3 separate regions of the Mus musculus genome follow, and all the other regions are linked to region 1. The links are chromatin contacts, called in public promoter capture Hi-C maps. All regions are on one chromosome and are shown on one strand. Each heading gives the region's core, a stretch centred on a gene start, on an enhancer-like site or on the middle of the called end of the contact. The rest is flanking DNA. Distances are from core to core; before and after follow the strand shown.

The links. Promoter capture Hi-C pulls out the DNA fragments that hold promoters and counts their contacts.
Region 2: a contact with region 1 is called in a promoter capture Hi-C map of liver, with 2.2 times the contacts expected there. The contact joins two enhancer-like sites. A contact is called at or near these places in 4 of 39 promoter capture datasets (embryonic stem cells, liver and pre-B cells) and 2 of 115 datasets of contacts at active chromatin or transcription factors (both in embryonic stem cells).
Region 3: a promoter capture Hi-C map of liver shows a contact between it and region 1, with 2.3 times the contacts expected there. The contact joins two enhancer-like sites. A contact is called at or near these places in 6 of 39 promoter capture datasets (embryonic stem cells, liver, pre-B cells and 1 more) and 2 of 115 datasets of contacts at active chromatin or transcription factors (both in embryonic stem cells).

The regions. Positions count from the first base shown.
Region 1 is chr3:94,678,477-94,682,548 of GRCm38.p6, forward strand. No RefSeq gene overlaps it. Among named protein-coding and RNA genes, the nearest start is that of Selenbp2, 13 kb to the right of the region's middle. Within about 2 kb of position 1,750, at least 63 of the 459 cell types and tissues checked have an H3K27ac peak or open chromatin away from gene starts, as enhancers often do. A contact at or near this core is called in liver, where this site is marked.
Region 2 is chr3:94,336,640-94,340,711 of GRCm38.p6, forward strand. No RefSeq gene overlaps it. Among named protein-coding and RNA genes, the nearest start is that of Them5, 3.4 kb to the right of the region's middle. Within about 2 kb of position 2,347, at least 4 of the 459 cell types and tissues checked have an H3K27ac peak or open chromatin away from gene starts, as enhancers often do. A contact at or near this core is called in liver, where this site is marked.
Region 3 is chr3:94,354,643-94,358,714 of GRCm38.p6, forward strand. No RefSeq gene overlaps it. Among named protein-coding and RNA genes, the nearest start is that of C2cd4d, 5.8 kb to the right of the region's middle. Within about 2 kb of position 1,944, at least 3 of the 459 cell types and tissues checked have an H3K27ac peak or open chromatin away from gene starts, as enhancers often do. A contact at or near this core is called in liver, where this site is marked.

The DNA.
Region 1 (4,072 bases), core at 500-2,999:
AAGAACATCCGAGATGAGACCGGACAGCCGGTCCAGACCCCGGTCAAGATAGATGAAGGATTTCCCCTGTCCGAGCCCCAGTGGGATTATAACACAGCACAGGGTAGGGAACGGCTGTCCAATTATCTTCGGGCCCTAGTGGCAGGTCTCAGAGGTGCCGCTCGCAGGCCCACCAATTTGGCTAAGGTAAGGGAAGTTATGCAGGGGGCAACTGAGCCTCCTTCATTCTTTTTAGAAAGACTCATGGAAGCTTATAGGAGGTACACCCCATCTGACCCTACGTCTGAGGGGCAGCGGGCCTCAGTACTTATGGCTTTCATTGGTCAATCAGCTCCTGACATGAAGAAAAAGTTACAGCCGATTGAAGGGTTGCAGGATTATACTTTAAGGGATGTGGTTAGAGAGGCTGAGAAAGTGTATCACAAGAGGGAGACAGAAGATAAAAAGCAGGAAAGGGAGAAGAGAGAGAGAAGAGAAGAGGAGGATAGGAGAGAAAAGAGGCAAGAGAAAGTTTTGACTCGGATACTGGCCACCACAGTAGAAAAAGGAAGGGGTAGGGCTAGGCAGCCAGGGGACCTGAGAGATGAAAAATGGCAGGGGCCAAGGAGACCCAGAAGAGATAAACCACACCTAGGAAAAGACCAATGTACGCTGTAAGGATACAGGCCATTGGGCTCATGAATGCCCTAAGATGAAGCAGGGAACACAGGTACTGTCCCTTGGAGATGACGAAGACTAGGGGAGACAGAGCTCGGTCCCCTCTCTGAGCCTAGGGTAACATTAGAAGTGGAGGGGACCCCTGTTAAGTTCCTGGTTGACACAGGCGTGGAATTTTCAGTACTCCAGACGCCATTGGGAAAAATTTTTAAAAATGAAAGGACATTAGTGATTGGAGCCACAGGGCAGAAGTCATACCCTTGGACTACGTCCCAGACAGTAGACCTGAGGAGGAATCAAGTAACTCATTCATTCCTGTTCATTCTGGAGTGCCCCATGCTCCTACTAGGAAGAGATTTATTAACTAAATTAAAAGCGCAAATAACCTTCGCTCCTCCTGGGCCAAAAGTATTGTGGGGGATGGAGATGCCTCACACCTTAGCACTGTCTTTGCAACTAGGAGAGGAGTACCGGATTTACCAAGACAAATTAAAGCCCCCCCCCCTTCCCGGTGGGGGGGGGAGCTAGGAGACTGGCTTAACCGGTTCCCTCAAGCATGGGCTGAGACAGGAGGAATGGGAGTGGCAAAACAAGTTCCCCCAGTGGTAATAGAACTCAAATCAGGAGCCACTCCATTGGGGTTCGACAATACCCCATGAGCAGAGAAGCACAGAGGGTATCCGCCCCCACATTTCTAGATTGCTTCAGCAGGGAATCCTAGTCTCCTGCAAGTCTCTGTGGAACACTCCGCTGCTCCTGGTAAAGAAACCAGGAACCAATGACTACCGTCCAGTCCAGGACCTTAGGGAGGTCAATAAGAGAGTGCAAGACATTCACCCCACAGTGCCAAATCCTTATAACTTGCTCAGCACGCTACCACCTGAGCGAATCTGGTACATGGTTCTAGATCTTAAAGATGCCTTCTTCTGTCTGAGATTACACCCCAATAGTCAACCCCTGTTCGCCTTTGAATGGCGAGATCCAGAAAGTGGAAAGACTGGACAGCTCACATGGACGAGGCTGCCCCAGGGATTCAAAAATTCACCCACTTTGTTTGATGAGGCCTTGCACCGAGACCTTGCCTCTTTTCGAGTCAACAATCCCCAGGTGACCCTTGTACAGTACATTGATGACCTTTTGGTAGCTGCAGGAATGCGTGAAGAGTGCGAACTTGGAACCCAAAACATCCTGGTCGAGTTGGGGGAGTTGGGGTATCGAGCCTCGGCTAAAAAGGCGCAGTTATGCTGAACAGAGGTGGCCTACTTGGGATACATCCTGAGGAATGGACAGCGGTGGCTCACTGACGCCAGAAAACAGACAGTGATGCGAATCCCAACTCCGACCACCCCTCGCCAGGTAAGAGAGTTCCTGGGGACAGCAGGATTCTGTAGATTGTGGATCCCAGGGTTCACCACCCTGGCAGCCCCACTGTACCCCCTAACCAAGGAGAGGAGGAATTCATTTGGACCCAAGAACATCAGTCTGCTTTTGAGACTCTGAAAAATGCCTTGCTACAAGCTCCTGCCCTAGCACTGCCAGATTTAAATAAGCCATTTACCTTATATATCGATGAGAGGAACGGGGTAGCCTGCGGGGTCCTTACTCAAACCCTAGGGCCTGGAAGCGCCCAGTAGCTTATCTATCAAAAAAATTGGACCCTGTAGCTAGCGGATGGCCGTCATGCCTACGAGCGATAGCAGCTACCGCGGTGCTGGTAAAAGATGCTGATGAACTGACTATGGGCCAGAATGTTACTGTAGTGGCCCCACACTCTCTCGAGAGCATTATTAGGCAACCACCAGACTGGTGGATGACTAACACCCGAATGACTCACTATCAAAGCTTGCTATTGACTGAGCGAGTGACTTTCGCTTCTCCTGGCATCCTTAACCCCGCCACTTTATTACCCAAAACTAACAAAACTCCCGTGCACAACTGCGAGGAGATATTGGCAGAAGAAACCGGACCTCACTGACCAGCTGTGGCCAGGAGCAACAACCTGGTTCACTGACGGAAGCAGTTTTGTGATAGAAGGTAAGCAGAGGGCCGGGGCAGCGGTAGTAGATGGAAAATCTGTTATATGGTCCAGAAGCCTACCTGAGGGAACTTCAGCTCAAAAAGCAGAGCTCATCGCTCTAACCCAGGCTTTGAGGCTGGCACAGGGTAAGACTATCAATATTTACACTGACAGCCGATATGCTTTCCTTGCGGCTCACGTCCATGGAGCAATCTATAAGCAGCGGGGCTTATTGACCTCCTCTGGAAAAGGCATTAAGAACAAAGAAGAGATCCTTGGACTGTTGGAGGCTGTTCATCTGCCTCTCAAGATAGCGATCATCCATTGCCTAGGGCATCAAAAAGGAACCGAACCAGTAGAAAAGGGAAATCAGATGGCAGACCAAGTGGCTAAAGAAGCAGCCCAAGGGCCAATGACTCTGGTAATTAAAACTGCACCCCAACTTGCTGAAATAGAAAAAGAAAAAAAAGTTCTCACAGAAGAAGAGGGGCTAGAGTACTTAGCTGACATACACCATCTCACACATTTGGGATCTAAAAAGATGATAAAATTAGTCAGTAGGTCCCCTTATCACATTCCTGGACTACAAAAGGCTGCAGAAGACTTGGTGAGAAGATGCAAGACCTGTACGCTCACCAATGCTGGATCTAGCAGGCTCCCTGGCAGAAGGTGTTTGCAGGGAGACAGACCTGGGACCTACTGGGAAACTGACTTTACTGAGGTAAAACCAGCCCAGTACGGAAATAAATATCTGTTAGTCTTTATAGATACCTTCTCTGGGTGGGTTGAAGCGTTTCCCACCAAGAAAGAGACAGCCACCATGGTAGCCAAGAAGATACTAGAAGAAATTCTCCCTCGTTTCGGAGTACCCAAGATAATCAGGTCAGACAATGGGCCTGCCTTTGTCTCTCAGGTAAGTCAGGGTTTGGCCAGACAATTGGGGACGAATTGGAAATTACATTGCACATACCGACCCCAGAGTTCAGGTAAGGTAGAGAGAATGAACAGAACTCTCAAGGAGATCTTGACAAAAATAGCCTCAGAGACCGGCGGGAATGATTGGACAGCCCTCCTCCCTTATGCTTTATTTAGGGCCCAGAACACTCCGGAGCTTATGGTCTAACACCTTTTGAACTAATGTATGGGGTGCCTCCACCCATTTATGTGACAGTAGGGAGTAAACCTTGCCCAGATGTATCCTCATCCCCTCTTCTCGCCTCTTAGCCCGGCTCAAGGCTCTTGAAACAGTAAGAAGGGAGGTTTGGGAACAGTTAAAAGAAACCTATGTTGCCGGTGATACGCAGGTGCCACATCACTTTGAAGTAGGAGACGCTGTCCTGGTAAGGAGACATGGAGCGGGGAACCTTGAGCCATGGTGGAAAGGACCCTACCTGGTGC
Region 2 (4,072 bases), core at 1,097-3,596, 340 kb before region 1:
CCCAACAATGGGTTCTTGGCCAGACATATGTTTTCTCCTGTGGAGCAGGATCCAATCAGAAAGCAGTTGGTTGTCCCGATAACATTCGCACCACAACTGCATCCACAGACATGGCTTTCCACATCAGTTATTACTGTAGCTCACAGGGCCACATTTTGCTTCTTGATGCAGGCAATAAATATTTTGAGAGCTGTTTTCTTCTTTTCTCTCTTTTTACTGAAGGTTTAGACTAAACCATAAGAAACTGAAGCCTTTTTTGAAGCTCAGAATGGTCAAGTATCAACAACTTCCAGTATCTTGCCCCAATAATTTAGGGGTAGTTGTTGAATACAACCTAAGGCTTTCCCTGAGCCCTGATAATGTGAAGGTGTAGCTGCCAGCGGCCACAGAGAACTGGGTTCCTGAAAGGAAAGCTGGAGATGGATGGGAAGGATGGACGAGAGAGGAATGAGACCAAGACAAAGTTTCTCTGATCAAGGCCCAATGTTTAATTCATAAGTCTGAATTTAAAAGGGGAAACCCGTCCCCCACTTTGACAGGATCTCATCAGGAAGACAAGCTCAGCTGCTCAACAGGTAGTGCCTTCTTCCAGGAAGCTGTACATGTGGCAAGACAATAGACTTCGCCTAGGTCAGAAGACTCCACCCTAGGCAGGCTAGCCAGACTGTGGCAAAACAAGGTCTGATTTAGCCCGCTCAAGGCTGGGGGCAAGGGCACATGAAGGAACATAGCTCCTTCTTCAAATCAGAGCCAGTAATAGCCTAGGACCAGCTGCAGCTTTGGATCTTGAGAATCCAACTCTTCCTACTTTAAGGAGCTATGGTTATCAATCTCAAGGCTGCTGTGTGCTTGATCCATGCTGCTCCTGAGATAACCCTGTTTCCTTTGTGTACCATTGTTTGATTATCTTCCTGATGACTTCATCCTTAAGGCTGAGGTCCATATGACCTTTGAGTATGGTCTTCTCCTTTCCCAGATACTTTCTAGAAGTCTCAGGAACCAGTCTATTAACTTTTATTTAGCATGAAAACATGTGGTGAAAGTCTCAGGAGCTAAGTGTATACACAGTAACCACCATGTGATCTCATTTAAGTTTCATAGCAGCTCCAGACCCTGAGTGGAGACCAAAAGACTCTGGTCAAGTGTTCTCTAAAAATTCACAGAATTGATATCTGGGCCTATAGTATGAGGGGACCTGGGCCATTTTGGTCCCTTTCCAGACACCTGTGGGAGCCTACTAGCTTTATAATGCACAACCACTCTGGCTCAGCTGGCCTTGGATCCAGAGCTCACATGAGGGTAGGCCAGTTTCGGCATGAGCATGGCAGCCAGCCATTGGCTAAGAGGAAAATGAGCCATTCCAGACAGACCCTTACAAAACGCCTCATGATAAGATTGCAGAACACATTCAGTGGGGTTCTGAACTTAGGACTAATGTCTGGGTTGGGAATATAGTTCCAGAGGATATAGTGTTTCCTAGGAATGGCATCTAGGAAGTTCATTCCTCATCCAGAAAGGCTGGGGCGGGAGGGAGGTCATCCCAGACAGAACCTCCCCAAAGTGCTGAGAAACTCATTTGAGGCATTGGCCAAGCACCCCTCTACCTCCCTGGACAGCTGGCCTCAATCAGAGCTCTCACTAAGAAGGGCCCCATTCTACAGAGAGCATTCATAAGACAAAAAACATCTGCAAAGACATGTATAGTGGTAGACAGAAACAAAGAGGTGGACAGTAGCCTTTTGAGGTCCAAGTATTCCTCGTTTGAGATAGCTTTCCAAGGCTCTTCCCTTCTCCAAGCTTCTAATTAATATTAATTAATTAATAGAGTCCCTCTCTAGTTACCTTTCTAGTTACCTCCAGTGTGCAGTGAGCACACTAAGTCCGTTCTTCAAATATGGCAGATATCACCAGAGGGGTTTTTTTTCTCTGTTCTGAATGTTCATTCTTCCCAGCTAGGAAATTAAGGTTGGTCACCTCAACAACTTGGTTCCTCCTGTTCTCTTATATTTTCCTGCCAAACCTTAGTAATTACCAACACAGGAAAAATAAAAGTTACACAAGAAAGGGGACGTCATTAGGTATTTGGCAAGGCTGAGGACAAAGTTGCATAACTATAATTATGCAAACACCTGGAATTTTATTTAACCAGCCTTCCATCACTGACAAACACCATCGAAAATCAACTTAAAGGAGGGAAGGTGTATTTCTTCTGAGTCATGGTTTTGGAGGTTTTCTGCCATGGTTGGCTAGTTCTGTTGCTTATAGATCTGTGGAAAGGCAGAGGTGTGATGGAGCTAGCCAACTTACCTCTTGCCACTTAGAGCAGAGAAGGACAACCGGAGAGGTCAGGAACAAGGCATGGCCCTCGGGACGTGGCAACAATGACCCATTTCCTACAACTAGGTCCTCCCTCCTAAGTGCCATTTCCTTTCCATCCTTTTCAAGTTATGACCCCGCCTGCCAATTAATGCACAGATCCAATCTCTTTCCCAAAAGCATCACCATTAAACATTGTTGCACTGGGACCAAGCCTTCAATGCATGAGCATTCCAGACCTAAACTGTGACATTTCATTCCTGGCTCCCAAAGGCTCTGGGGCCATTGACAATGCAAAATTTGTCCAGAGACTCTCAAAGAATCCCCATTGTCTTGATAGTCTCAGCATTGCTCAGAGTCCAAGTCCAACATCTTCTCTGAGACTTGAGACAAACTCTGAGCTACAAGCCTCTATAAAATTAAAAAGCCAACCTATACACTTCCAACATGTAATGATGGGACAGGCACATAGTGAACATTCCCATTCCAAAAAGGGAAAATAGGATTAACAAGAAGGATGGACTAAAGCTAGATCAATTCCAACAGGACAAGCATTAAATCCTAGTAGGGATCAATCCGAGTAAACTCTTTCTTGAAACCATTTTCTCCCTGGTTGGTATTTTGTGTGGTTGATAAAATGGCCTTGGTTGGTAATTAAACAAGCCTTTACCACTCCTAATAAATCACTTTGATTTTTCAGAACCAGCCAAAATATTTCCACTATTACCCTATCTTTGTTCAGTTCTGATCTTTTAGAACATGCTTTATTTTAAGAAGCTTAAAACAAGAACTTTTTGTTGAAAGCTGGAGTTTTCGCTGGATCTGTTAGTATACACCTATAATCCTAGCTCTTGGAAAGCCATAACATGAGTTCAAAGCTAACCTAGGGTACAAAGCAAGGCCCTATCTCAAGAATAAAAGAAAGAGTGGTCAGAGAAAGTGATTTTAATTCAACAACAACAAAACAACAAAAACCAGAATGCCACCAAAAAATTAAAATTCATAACTTATCAGGCATGGATTGAACACTTGATATAGTTTAGGAGTCTTAATTGGACCCATTTTTTTTTCTGCCAGTTGAAGAACTCACACAACAGGCGGCAACAGAGACCTCTCAAACATGGCAGACAGCAGCAGACAAAATCAGCAGTGGAAAAAATTGGGGGTGAATGAACACATGCACACAGCAGACATACAGACAGAAAGATCCTCTGCAAAGCAAAGCAGGAATAGTGACCCCTCATAAAATTCAAAAAAACGAATCTTTGTACTTCTAACATACAAAGATGGGACATTGTCATTGCAAAAAGGAAAAGCAATAGTAGATAAAAAGTAGAAACCCAGTCTCTCCTTAAGGGCTGGGGTTTAAAACTTCTGAAGAGTTTCCCTCCCCTTACTTAGGGTGGTTAGTTTGAAGAAAGATAAGATGGCTAGTTAGTCTGCAGCTGTTGCGTAACATGTCTTGACCAGCCTTGAACTTGCTGAGAATCCATTAACAGGGGTCTTGCTAGTGGAAAACAAAGGCCTACAAGACCTTTCTTTTAAGCAGCCAAGCTTTTGTCCCAGGTCAGAAAGGCAAGGAAGAAGCCAGCCTTCTTGGAAATGCATCACCTTTAGGACTTAGTCATGGGCCCTCTCACTCTCTGTCCACCTGCCAGGGAGTCTCTCACATCACTGAAGCTTCAAAGACTTCTAGGCTTGCTGGTGGGACTGGGAAAGGCAGTGTAGAGTGTTCTTCCAGCTTGTATTTTTGCTG
Region 3 (4,072 bases), core at 694-3,193, 320 kb before region 1:
TTTTGGGAGTAAAACTGTTCTTACAAGGGTGGGGCAGGGGAAGCAGTTTTTCCAGAAAAGCAGTTCCTGTGTCTGGCAAAGCCATGCCCCACCCTCTCCCTATTCTCCCTACAAACCCTGCAGGGCTGATCAGGCAGGGCACTGTCTCTTAGACCTGTAAAGCTACTCTCAGCATTAAGGTTGACCTTAATTCTCATTCTTTATTTTGTCCTATTTACTCAAATTCTTTCTTTTCTATTCCTCCCTTCTCCTCTTTCTCTTCCTCCTCTTCTTCTGACAAAGTCTCTCTATATTGCTCTGGCTGTCCTAGATCAAGCTGGCCTTGAACTCATAGAGTTCTGCCTCCTGGTTGCTGGGATTAAAAGCATAAAATACCATGCCCAACTATTAAAATCTGTTTTCAAATTTTCTGAAAAGACCTGGGTGGTGGTAGCACATGCCTTTAATCCCAGCACTCTGGAGGCAGAAGCAGGTAGCTCTCTGAGTTTGAGGCTAGCCTAGAGTACGGAGTGAGTTCCATGCTAGCCAAGGTTTGGAAACACAGTCTCGGAAAATCAAGAACAAAACAACAACAACAAACTCCTGAGAGGAAACTGAGTTTACAAAGACTGATTGATTAAATTTTCAGTACTATGGAGAGATTTGAATCTATTAATTTAGAAAGCAACTAGCTTCTATCAATCCAAAATCTAAGGACACCACCAGATAGCATCTGAGCCTACAGGAAAGCTGTCCTCATCTTCAAGTACCTGTGTCTCTGACATACAGACTAACTTTTGAAATTCCCTTTGTTAGTCAACCAAAACAACCCACATCCTGGAACCAGGTGCTCCCCCATCCCCTACTGATTGCAATCCATCACTATAGAGCACATTTCTACTATTGAAAATGTTCCCTATTCAAATGCTCATATATCTTATAAATCCCACATCATCTTGGGTCTCTCTCTCTCTCTCTTTCTCTCTCTCTCTCTCTCTCTCTCTCTCTCTCTCTCTCTCTCTCATTTTTCATCCCCACTCAGAGGTAGTTTTGGATCCTCCCCTGTTGCGGCCGCCAGCAGCTCGCAACATGAACGGTTCGACTGAGAAGGCTACTTGAGCTGTAAGAGAGGAATCTAGACGGGGCGAAAGAAGAAACGGAGCTAAGACAAATTCATTCTGATCAAAGCTCAAATTTTATTGTTGGGACACTAGTTATGAAGGAAGGGGGAGGGGACCCGATTCCCGCCGAATAATCTCGGGTCCAGTAGAAAGGTGCACGTGTGTGGCTCCTCAGGTTCCAGCAGTGGGCGTGGCAGAACAAATGAGCAGGAAGCTCCACCCCGAGCAAGCAGGTTTCAGGCTGGGGGAGGGGAGACTACACTCCCCCAATAAATCTCTTGCGTGAGGTTTGTTTCCTGGTGTGATTTTTGCAACATTCCTTGGCCCCAATTACCAAGGTACTCTTTTACTGAAAAATCCTTTCAGCCTTGGTTTATGAATTCCTTTGTTCTGTAAAACTATAAAAATTCTGTGACACTGCTTTCATGCTGGAACATGGAATTTGGGGAGTAAACTAAATCTGTGTTCCCCAGGCACAGTCACTCAACATGGCTCCAGAATAAACTCTCTTATTCCCTGTAAGATGAGAGTTGTGGGTTTTGCAATGACAACTCAGATTCTTACACCAGTGATCCAACTCAGGTTATCAGCCATGGCAACAGGCACTTTTAACCACTGGGCTATCTTTTTGTTAAGAGCATTCAATGCCTTTCTTTTATGAATTTGTTCTTTTGAGAGTGGGTTGTGTTGCAGAATAATTGATCACATTGTAATCCCTGAGATTGTATGATTTACTGAAAACAAAACAAACAAAAAACTGTTCTAGTTATTTTGTGCTCAGCCCTTAGCACACACACCTTTAATCTCTCTGGCTGGAGTACAGACAAGCCCTTAGTACACACTTTTAACCCGAAACAATGATGACAAAGTTAGTCTGTAGAAAGAAGCACACATTTTTTAAATCCATGTCTAACTGAATGGCAGACAAAGTGATGAATCAGAGAAAGATTTGACAGAATAGGATATGCCCAACTCTCACAAGAGAAGAAAGGGAAGCTACTTAACAGAAAGCAGTACAGAGAGACCGGAGGCAGTTTTATCAGGACAGTTGTACAGAGACAGGTTACAGAGAGAGAACAAGCTAGGTGCACGTGAAGACAGAAAGAGCCAAAGGATGAAAGGAGCCAGAAGGTTAGAATATATTGCAAAAGTTAGTATGAGGCCAAGCAGGGCAATTCAAGACAAGCTGAGAGACAGAAGCCAGATTGAGTCAGTTAGTGTAGAGAGAAGTTTTGAGCCAGAACGGCTGTAGTTGACCAGCCAGCCAGAAAGAGTTCAGAAAGAGCTAGAAAGGATGAGTTTATTCAGGTTGTTACAGTTAGATCATTCCTATGGTCTTCTCACCATGCCCAAGTCCCTTACAGAGGCCAGCTCCAAGCTCTGGGATTTTCCAGTCTTCAAAAACATGAGCCAAAACAATTCTTCTCTATGAGCCAACCAGTCTCTGGAACTTTGCTATAGCAATGGAAATGAACAAAGACATTGTCAAGAATGGTAGCAGTGCCAAGAGTTTTCAGCTGCTAAGCTGCACTCTGAATGGTGTCTAATGGGATGCTTCAAGAGGGACACTAAGGCAGAGTCCTGGGGAGTAAAGAATTTATTAGAAAAGTTATCAACACCAAAAACAGACAGAAGAAACAGCATGGCAGGTCTCTCTTGAGAGGAGATAACTTGATAGGAGAGTTTCCATAACTTTCTGAGGATGGGGGAAGATTCACAGCACATGCAGCCATGCTCTCTGATTCTAGGCAGAAGGCAGTGAGTGGAGAGCAATACCACCTTTGATGTCAACTCACTTCCAGGGTGAGGAGCCCAGCACCCAGAGGTCTGTTAGCTAGGGATTCACAATGTCTCAGCAGGGCTCAGGCTGGTGTCTCTGTAAGAACGAAAGCTATTGCAGAAGATTTGTGGACTAAACAGCAGCTAAATTCTAACATTGCATTCTTAAACTCAACTCTTATCATTTTTCTATTGGACTTTTCATATCAGCATACAAACATGCCATTGTTTGGCTCAGTTAAAAATTCTCCTGAGATGAGTATAGTAGCACACATCTTTAACACTTGCACTTTGGAGGCAGAGGCAGAAAGATCAGGAGTACAAGGACAGTCTCTGCTGTGTAGTGACTTCAAGGCCAGTCCAGACTATAAGAGATCGTTCAAAAAAAAAAAAAAACACAACAGAGATCATGCCTTTAATCACTGCACTCTGGAAGCAGAGGCAAGCAGATCTCTGTGAGCTGTGAGTTCAAGGCCAGCCTGGTCTACACAGGGAGTTCCAAGATATCTGGGGCTACATAAAGAGACCCTGTCTCAAAATAACACCCCACCACACATACTCACATGAAAATCTGTAACTGAAGGCTAGAAAGAAGGTTCTCAGTTAAGAGAACTTGCTGCTCTTCCAAAAGATCCAAGTTTGAATCCCAGCACTTACTGGTTAAGTACTGTTACTCTGGTTCCAGGAGGTCAGATGTCCTCTCTTGACCTCCACAAGCATCCTACCCCAACTCTCAGACACACAAATCAATAATAAAGATTAAATTTTAAAGCACGCAAGCCAGGCAGTAGTGGCACACACTTTGATCCCAGCAGTGGTAGGTGGATCTCTGAATTTGAGGTCAGGCGATCTACAGAGTGAGTTCCAGGACAGTAAGGGCTACATAGAGGAACCCTGTCTTGAAAGAACAAGATAGATAGATAAATAAATAGATAAATAAATAAATAAATCACACACACACACACACACACACACACACACACATACTAGGACTGAGTGTGTGGTCCTGTTCAGTTGGTGGGGTAGTTGCCTAGCACATGTAAAACTGCAGGTTCAATACCTATTATTGTATAAATTTGGTGTGATAGTGCATATCTGTAATCCCAGCAATTGAAAGGTGAAGGCTGGAAGATCAAGATTTCAAGGTCATTTCCCACTACATAGAGATTTCAAAACAATTCAAGGGCAGCCTA